Regions from separate parts of the Mus musculus genome. Here region 2 is linked to region 1. Evidence: chromatin contacts called from public promoter capture Hi-C data. All regions are on one chromosome and are shown on one strand. The core of a region is the stretch at or near the end of the contact, and the rest is flanking DNA. Distances in the headings are between cores, read along the strand shown.

What was found. Promoter capture Hi-C pulls out the DNA fragments that hold promoters and counts their contacts.
Region 2: a promoter capture Hi-C map of liver shows a contact between it and region 1, with 2.8 times the contacts expected there. The contact joins the promoter of Prrc2a here to the promoter of Akap8l in region 1. A contact is called at or near these places in 2 of 39 promoter capture datasets (hippocampal neurons and liver) and 1 of 115 datasets of contacts at active chromatin or transcription factors (astrocytes).

What each region holds. Positions count from the first base shown.
Region 1 is chr17:32,348,325-32,352,554 of GRCm38.p6, reverse strand. It overlaps Akap8l (A kinase (PRKA) anchor protein 8-like), which reads left to right and starts at 1,978. Exons shown (of 14, transcript NM_017476.2): 1 at 1,978-2,068. The coding sequence starts at 2,056.
Region 2 is chr17:35,162,905-35,167,134 of GRCm38.p6, reverse strand. It overlaps Prrc2a (proline-rich coiled-coil 2A), which reads left to right and starts at 2,258. Exons shown (of 31, transcript NM_020027.3): 1 at 2,258-2,400; 2 at 4,089-4,230. The coding sequence starts at 4,152.

The sequences.
Region 1 (4,230 bases), core at 729-3,228:
ATAGCTTAAGTCTTTGCTTAAACCACTCCATGGTCTCAAAGAAACAATCTTAACTTTTAGGCTAAGCTCAACCTGTGAGGACATCAGAAATTAAACAAGACCTTGGGTGAAATCACACCAAGTGCTACAAAGTAAACTGCAGGATCTAGAGATATCATGGGGCTGTACTTTATCTAGGATTCCAGAAAGTATGGCACTCCAAAGAGGCAGTACACATAAAGCGGACTTATGTCGCATGTTCCCGGGTCACATGCACATGGTCCACTGCAACTGGCTTTCTTTTGCAAAAGTGGGGAGAAATTATCGTCAGGACATTGTATCTGGACAAATGGTAAAAACAAGCCCTTTTAATCACAGCAACAGCCTAATCTATACTTCTCTACCTCCCCTGCCCCAACTAAATTGTGAAGAACAGTTTTGGCTATCATATCAACTATTTCAGTATGTTTCTTTGAAGGATCTAGGCCTTTTAAAGAATGCCATTGTTATTACCCCTAAAGAAACTGCTAACAAGAACTGAGAGGTGGCTCAATGGCAAAGAACACACACTGCTCTTACAGAGAACTTGGATTTGGTTCCCAGCACCCACATGGCAGCTCACAGTAACTCCAGGGTATCCAGTACCCTCTTCTGACCACCTCAGGCACTGGGGGTGCATGTAGTTGCATAGACATATATTCAAGCAAAACAAATACATAAGCCTAAAAAGAATTGATAAACATTCCTTAATACCAATAGAACACCTACTTTAACATTTCTCAAAACCATAAGAAGGTACATGAATCATAGAAGCAGAGCTTGCTGTAGTTTATCCATTGTTTTATTTTTAGGGTTCTTCCAAGGATACCTCCCATGGTGACTTTCCACACAGCCAGGAGGAGCCAGGCATAGTGCTTAGAACAAGGCTGGTACTGGGTTACATTTTTCGTTTTGTGGAGCTGAGCATTGAACATAGGTTCTTATGTCAAGCATTTGCAATAATATATGATACATTGAGATATACTACTTGTATAACAAATAGCATACACATAAACAGTTATTTTTAAAGTGGTTTTTGAGAGGCAGGAGAGATGGCTCAGCAGTTAAGAGCACTAGCTGTTTTCCCAGAGGACCCAGGTTCAATTCCCAGTACCTTCATGGCAGCTCAGGGCTGTCTGAAACTCCAGTTCAGGTGATCTGACACCCTCACACAGACACGCGCAAGCAAAACACTAATACACATAAAATTTTCAAAAGCATCTTTATTTTGCAGTTGGAGAGCTCACATAAGGCCTTCTGTACATGCTAGGATAAAATGTTTTTCCACCAAGCTATATCCTTACAAACACTATTAATTGTTATGTAACGATTAATAAGAAAATAATATTTACTATTTACTTTGTGAAACTGGCCCTAATTCTTTACCCCTCCTTGAAACGGGGACTCACTGGAACCCAGAGTGGCTTAGAATTCATATAGTATAATCTGACCTCAAACTCGAGTCATTCTGTCTCAGGCTCCGGTATTCTGGGGTTACAGAAGTCAGCTACTACACATGGCCTTCTTCGTTTGTTTTAACGTTATCTCACATAACGTTTGTCAGGACCTTGTTTAGCAGTTAGATACTAATTTTCTCCTTTCAACATGGCTTTACCATTCTTGACTTCATTTCAGTGGCGGGGCGCAAGACGGTCGTCTCTGCTCACGCTGGCAAGTGTCTCGCTCGCACACACCAGGCGAGCACACGCGTGGGCTCGGACCTCTAGGTTGCATGCAGCTCCGCCCCTTCGAACCTTTCCATCTTCTCCCCTTGGCCTATTGGCGCAGGTTTTTGTTAACAGGAGGCGGAGAGTAAGGCGGGGTCGTCGGGGGTTGGCAGTATCTCCAACCACTGTCACGAAGAGGTGTAAAAATAGACAGGTAGCGAAACCAATAGGCGTGAAGTCCGAGGTTTGCAGAAGCCAATGAGATAAGGAGGCGGGGCTGGAGCGTGTGTGGAAGGACCCCAGGGATTGTTGTGGCGTCAGACGCGCAGAGTAGCGGTCTGTGTCCACGGCTCGGGTGTTCTCTGCGGCCATGAGCTACACAGGTAGGCCCAACAGGGTGAAGGCAGCGCTCTGGGCCGGGGCGTCAGGACGGGCTGAGTCATGCTAGGATCTCCTCTTGTAGTGTCGTGGTCATTGCCCTCTGTGGTCACAAAATGGCGTCTTAGGCTCTTCCCTTCGGGGTCGCATCCCTCAAGCTTCGGCTCTCACTGACCTCAGCCGGGCATCTTGGACTCTCCTGGCTACTCAAGGATTTGCTTGTGTCTTCTGTGACCGTAGGTCTTGGGCCTCAACGTTAGGTTCAGGCTTCCCGCACCTCCGTTCGTCATTCCCTGGCTAGTGCCCCACGGACACCCACGTCTAAGACGTCGCTTCTCAGGCCTGAGCTTCTGAGATCAGTCCGTTGGGGCGGCTGCTGTCGCCATTGCCTCCCTTGAGCAGTTTCTGTGCAAAACGTCGCAGACCCTTACTCATGGCACTCCCCCCACTTCATCTGGTATAAAGCGGGAGGGGGGGAGAGCCAACCTCCCCTACCTCACTCCCCCAGGGGGCGGTGAGAATCTGTAAATCTATATGAAGGCTCTGAACCGTTGCAGGGAGCTTTAGAGAGCAAGCTTGAACCCTGGTGACGAATGACTACTTTCCACTCAACTTACCGAATCAGGTGCTGAATAGACACTGAATGCTGACAAGAATTTCTTAAGCATCTTATAGGCGAGGACAGACAAAATACAATAAATATATTATTTTGGGTCTTGGGTATCCTGAAGAGATTCAGCCATTACACGGAGAGCTTTGAAGCCTCTGGGAAGGGTGACGTTTAAGAAGAGATGTAAGCAAAATAGGAAAGAGTAAAGATAGCTGTCGCTGTAAAACATACTGGGCTGGAACCGCCTACCTACTTAGATCAGTGATATTTGAGCAAAGAGGAAGGTGGGTGAGGAGCATGGTGAGGGGTGTGGAATATGCTTGAGTGACTGTAGAATCATTCTTGAGTGAGTTAGTTGCCAAGGCTCCCTGGGTTTGCCAATGAAACTTATCAGTCAGTGCCACAGACAGTGCCTCCCACTTTACTGGAGGTATTTCAGGCTTGAACTTAAGTGGTTGCTGGATAACCCACATTCTGTTTGGAATGTTTAAGGCTTTCAATGGAACCTGAGCTTTATGCCAGTCCTCCTAAGCCCCTGGGTCAAATGCTTGCCAAGAACCTTGGGATTTTTAACAACCATCCTCTAGGCCAGTGGTTCTCAACCAGGGTGATTTTGCCTGCCTCACACCTCCCAGGGGTACATTTGGCAATATCTGGAGTCCTGTTTTGTCTTATCTATATAATGTGTGTATGGGCAGGGGGGGGGTGGAGGTGGGGGACTGGTATGCAGTGCTACTGACATCTAGTGGATAAAGGGTAGGGCTGCAACTCTGCAGCCTGAAGCGCATAGTATGGCTTCCACCACAACATACTTTACTTTATTTACATGTATCTGTCTGCATCTACATGTATGTGTTTGTGTGAGTGTGTCAGCCATGTATGAAGGTGCCCCTTGGGACCAGAAGAGAACATGGGTCCCTTGAAACTGGAGTTAACGGAGGGTTGTGAGTGAGCCGCCTGACATGGGTTCTAGGATCTGACTCTCGTCCTCACAATTGAGCAGCATATTTCCAACCCTTCAGTGTTTTTTTTTTTTAATAAATTTGTTTATTTAATTTTGTTCATATGAGTGTTTTTCCTGAATGTGTGTGTCTGTGCACTGCCATGTGAGCGCCTGTAACTCTATAAAACTAAGGGTAAAGATGATTATGAGCCACCCCCATGGCTTCTGGGATTGGGGTCCTGGCCCACTGGAAGAGCAGTACTCTTGACCACTGAACCATCTCTCCAGTTGCACTCCCCACCCCAGTGGTTTTTATAGACAGCTATTAAATCATTAGTACTTAAAATTTAAGCATCTTGAGAAGGCCCTGGACCCCCAGGGGTGGGAAAAATCTAATTGGACACAATCTCTTTAGGAAGGATGGCAAAGACTCGGTCTCTATATTTGTGTTTTCTCTTTCCCCAAGACCTGGGCTCAGTTCCTCTCCTTGGAAAGTAAAGCTGAAGTTGAGTCCACAGCTTTCTTTTTTGGAGTCCTTGTAGCTGGATGTATTTGCAATTCTACCCTGAAGAAGTATGGTCTCTTCACCTGGGGTCAAGGTGGTACCCTGTAAC
Region 2 (4,230 bases), core at 1,009-3,508, 2.8 Mb before region 1:
GTCTACAGGCCAGAAGAGGGTATTGGATCCCATTACAGGTAGGTGTGAGCCACCATGTGGTTGTTGGGAATTGAACTCAGGACCTCTGGGAGAGCAGACAGTGCTCTTAACCTCTGAGCCCCCACATGCTAACTCTTAACTGTGTCCTGTTCACTTTTCATCTTCATTGCCCCTATTGGATAAGTGATTCTTTGATTTACCTACATCAGCTAGGCACAGACCTGCAAACGTTTGCCTCTACTCTCCAGTACCTGAGCTATATCTTGCAGCAATGGCGCCCTCTGGTGTAAAACTCTCATGTAACTCTTGTGTAGGTAGGGATAGGATAGGGATACTTCAACCCTTGGCAGCAACTGGAATTGCAGCTTCCAGGTGTGCCTAGCATCCTTCAGACCTTGACACCCATCAGCATTTCAGTTTCAATGTGTCTCAAAATGGACTAATATTGCTCTGTGTGTGTGTGTGGGGGGGTGGTACATATGGAGGCCAGAGAGCAACCTTGGCTGCCATTTCCCAGATCATGCCCACCTTGGTTTTGTGTGTGTGGTTTTGAGATGAGTTCTCTCTTCTCTCATGGCCTTGACCTACCTATGAGAGTGTGGCGGCAGGCCAGTGAGTCCTAGGGGATCCATCCGTCTCTCGCCTCTACAGCACTGGAACTACGGCGGACGCCAAGTGCTTCTTTCTCCCTCCCCCCCTACTCTCTCTCCCCATATATCTTTTAACCTGCTCCCACCAGGACAGTCAGGTTATTCCTCTGCCTCTACAATATCCCATGCATGTCTCTGGTACTTCAAACTGTTACTGATGACCACTGGAGAGATGGCTCAGCACTTGCTGTTCTTTCAGAGGACCTGGATTCGATCCCCAACACCTACATCTGGGAACTCACAATCACCAGTAATTCCAGTTCAAAGAGATCTGAACTCCTCTTGGTACAGGAACCAAGAACCCAGGTGGCACCAGGAACCCACTTGGTACATATGCATATATGTAGATATGCATACAAATAAAATAAAAACAAATAAATGTTTCTAGAGTTAGGAAAATGGCTCAGCGGATGAAATGCTTGCTAACAAGCATGAGGACCTAAGTTTGGACCTCCTGTACTCATGTCCAGGCTGGGCAGATCACTCCTGTCTGTAACTTCAGCACCGGGATGCAGAGATAGAAAGATCTCAAGCTCTTTGGCCAGTCCATATGGAATCTGAGCTCAGCCATCCAAGTATCAAGATTCACTGAAAGATGAAAAGAATGTCTCAAAAAATAAAGTGTTTGCGCGAGCCCTCTGGACGTCAACCTCTGGTTTGTAAAGGCCAGTGAGCACCCACCAATATACATAAAAATTCACAGGAAAATGTTGAGTAAGTGTAAGTGTGGTGAGAGGCAAAGATTTCTACAGTCAAGTACTAAGAAACAAAGAGGGGAAGTAGTACGACCTTTAAAGCTGAAACTCATTGTTGAAGGAACATTAATTATAAAAACAGTTTTTAAAACTATTGAGCATAAAAATTAAATGTCAAATATCCGCCGTAGTTAGTCGCTGCTAAAATTTGGAAGAGTAGGTCATTCCTTGCCTTTGTTCAAATTGTTTGCATATATTATGCAAATACCCAGAACCATTCGAAGAACGCCTACTCGAAGAAAGTCAATGATACACTCCTCTGGACCCTTTGATTGGCTTGCCTATCCACTTCATTTGCATGACGTGATTTGATAACTGGAAAGCCCCGCCTCCCTGACGCGTTTACCTCTCACGAATGGACACCAGACCTGAAATTCTTCCAGGGTCTATGTAACTCCGCCCTCGACTAACTAATCCCTTCCATTCGTCGCAGTTCTTTCCGTCTTCTCCGCTGAGAGTGACCGGGGCCTAGCATCCCTTCCCTGCGTGTCTCTCGGCTCCCAGCCGTCCGCGGACCAACTACGCATGCGCATCCTTTTTCTCCCACCATCCGTCGTGTAAATTCTGCGCCCCAACGGCCTCGCATTCCGCCCGGTCTACGCGTCTCAACTGCCGACGCCAAGACGTCTCCCTAGCCAACCGGCGTCCTAGCGTCTGTAAGTCCCTCCCCTTTATGCAAATATCCTCCACACACTGCCTTTATTTTTTTAAAGTAGGGACAGCCCTGAAGAGCGGAGGGGTCGGAGAGTAAGGGCTCCGCCCCCTATGCAAATAAGGGGGCGTGCCCAGCCGCGGAGGGAGGCGGGAGGTGGGGGGTGTTCCCGGGGGCGGCGGTTGCCCGGATGGGCCGTTAGTCGGAGCCCAGCCGCGGAGTGAGCGAGGGAGACGGGAGGAGCCGAGCGCGGCGCCATCCGCCGCCATCCGCCCCCGCCCCGCCGCCATCCGCCCCGGGAAGCCTTTGAGCCCGGGTCCCGGACCCCCACGCACCCGGCTAGGTGAGTCTGGGCGAGCTGGGCGCTGACGCCCTTTCCGGCGCGGGGCGGCGGCAGCGGCGGCGGCGGGCCGGGGGAGAAGCTGCCATCAGCCGCCGCCATCTTGTCCTCCTGCCGCCGGCCTGCCCCTCCCCCTCGGCCTGCGCCGGCCGCTCCCAGGCCGCTGTGGAGGGCTGGGGGCGGCCGCGGCCCAGCAGCCTGCTCCTCAGGGCACGACCGCGCTCCAGGCCGCGGTTCCTGCTCGCGTCGCGCCCTCGGCCCCTCGGCCGGCCCGGGGCCCCTCCGCCGCCTGTAGACCTACCCTTTGAGGGGCTCTTGGTGTTTCTGGAGCCCTTGCTGCCACCCGGCGCTATGGCTCCCGGTCTTTCTTGGTCTTTGCGTCGAGTCACTCTGGTTCTGGAGCCCCGCTTTCGGCCAGCATCTTCGCCTTTCTGCGTCCCCCAAGCCTCTGCGTTCCCTTTTCCCCCCATGGCCCTATCTCCTCCTCTTCCCTCTTTTCTTCTGAGCTCCCCTGACACTGCCCCTTGTCAGCCTTCCTCAGCCGTTCCTGCTTCCCTCCCTGCTTTCTGCTTGATTCTCTCTTTAGCAGTTGAAATCTGTCTGCTCTACGGTTTTTCTGCTTTCTCCCCCTTTCATGGTAGATTTCAGATTGCCTTCCTTAAGTGCCTAGAGAGCAACCCCTGTCTTCTTTTCTCTGGCTTGTGGTAAAGTTAGTTCTCTCCCCGATTTTGGCTTTCATCCTAGGCCTGCATGCTTTCTTGCTATCTTCCATCTCTTTTTCACACTGTTCCCACCCACAAATGAATGCCCGGTCACTCGAGGATGGATTCAGATGTAGAGTTTTTCCTGCCTGAGGAGTAAGGGCTGTTAGGGGAACAAATGACTGCTTATGAAGAGACTGGATGAGGATAAAAATGGTAGTTGGTTCTGGGTTTGGCCTCTGCTGCCTGGCCCATGGTTACAGGGTGTTGTCGAGGTAGCTCCGTCATGCTGTGGTTTTCCTCAGTTTTACATGGGGTCCACTAGTTTTTTGTTTTTTTGTTTTTTTCTGCCAGCAGAATTGTTTCCAAGAGCCTGTGTGGGGGCTATGTAAGGAATAGATGGAATATTTTGCATCCAGGGGTTCTGTGGAGCCCCTGTTGTTTAGTAAGGCTTAGTCTGGCACCAGCTCCTGGTCTGAGAGCAAGCTCATAAAAATCCTTAAGCTCCCAGCATACCTTCCTTCAAACCTCCCAGATGGGACTTAAGGCTGCTGGGAATGAAACCTGGGACACAGGGCCCTGGGGCGTGATTAGGGAGCTGGTGTCTAATAGGTTGACAATCTGAAGTTCTTGTACTTGCTCGATAGAGTTGTGTACCTCATTCTGGTTTTCTCTGGGGCTTTGACTTGGTTGTTCAATTTAATCGTATGTCTCTGAAATTATTTTGGAGGAGTGTAAGATTAGTTGCCATTTCTAAATGGCACAAAGGATAGATGGGTAAGATACTAGGTTGCTACTTGGTTTTCTTTGTTGGGATATGTCAGGGGGAAGGGGGCTGTGGAAGCCAAGTGGATGGTGGTTGCTTAAGAGACTGTAGTGTTTTACACAAGCCAGAGAACCAAGTATTTGGGCCCTAAAGAGAATGCAGAGAGCTTCTAAGCTTTTGTCTGAAAGGGGCAGAACCTGAACTGCCTACTGTCTGGCCCACAGGCACCGGCTCGTTTTGGGGGAGGTGCCTGCAGGACCCAACGTACTCAATGAGCTTCCAGCGCAATGTCCGATCGCTCGGGGCCGACTGCCAAGGGGAAGGATGGAAAGAAGTATTCCTCGCTCAACCTGTTTGATACGTATA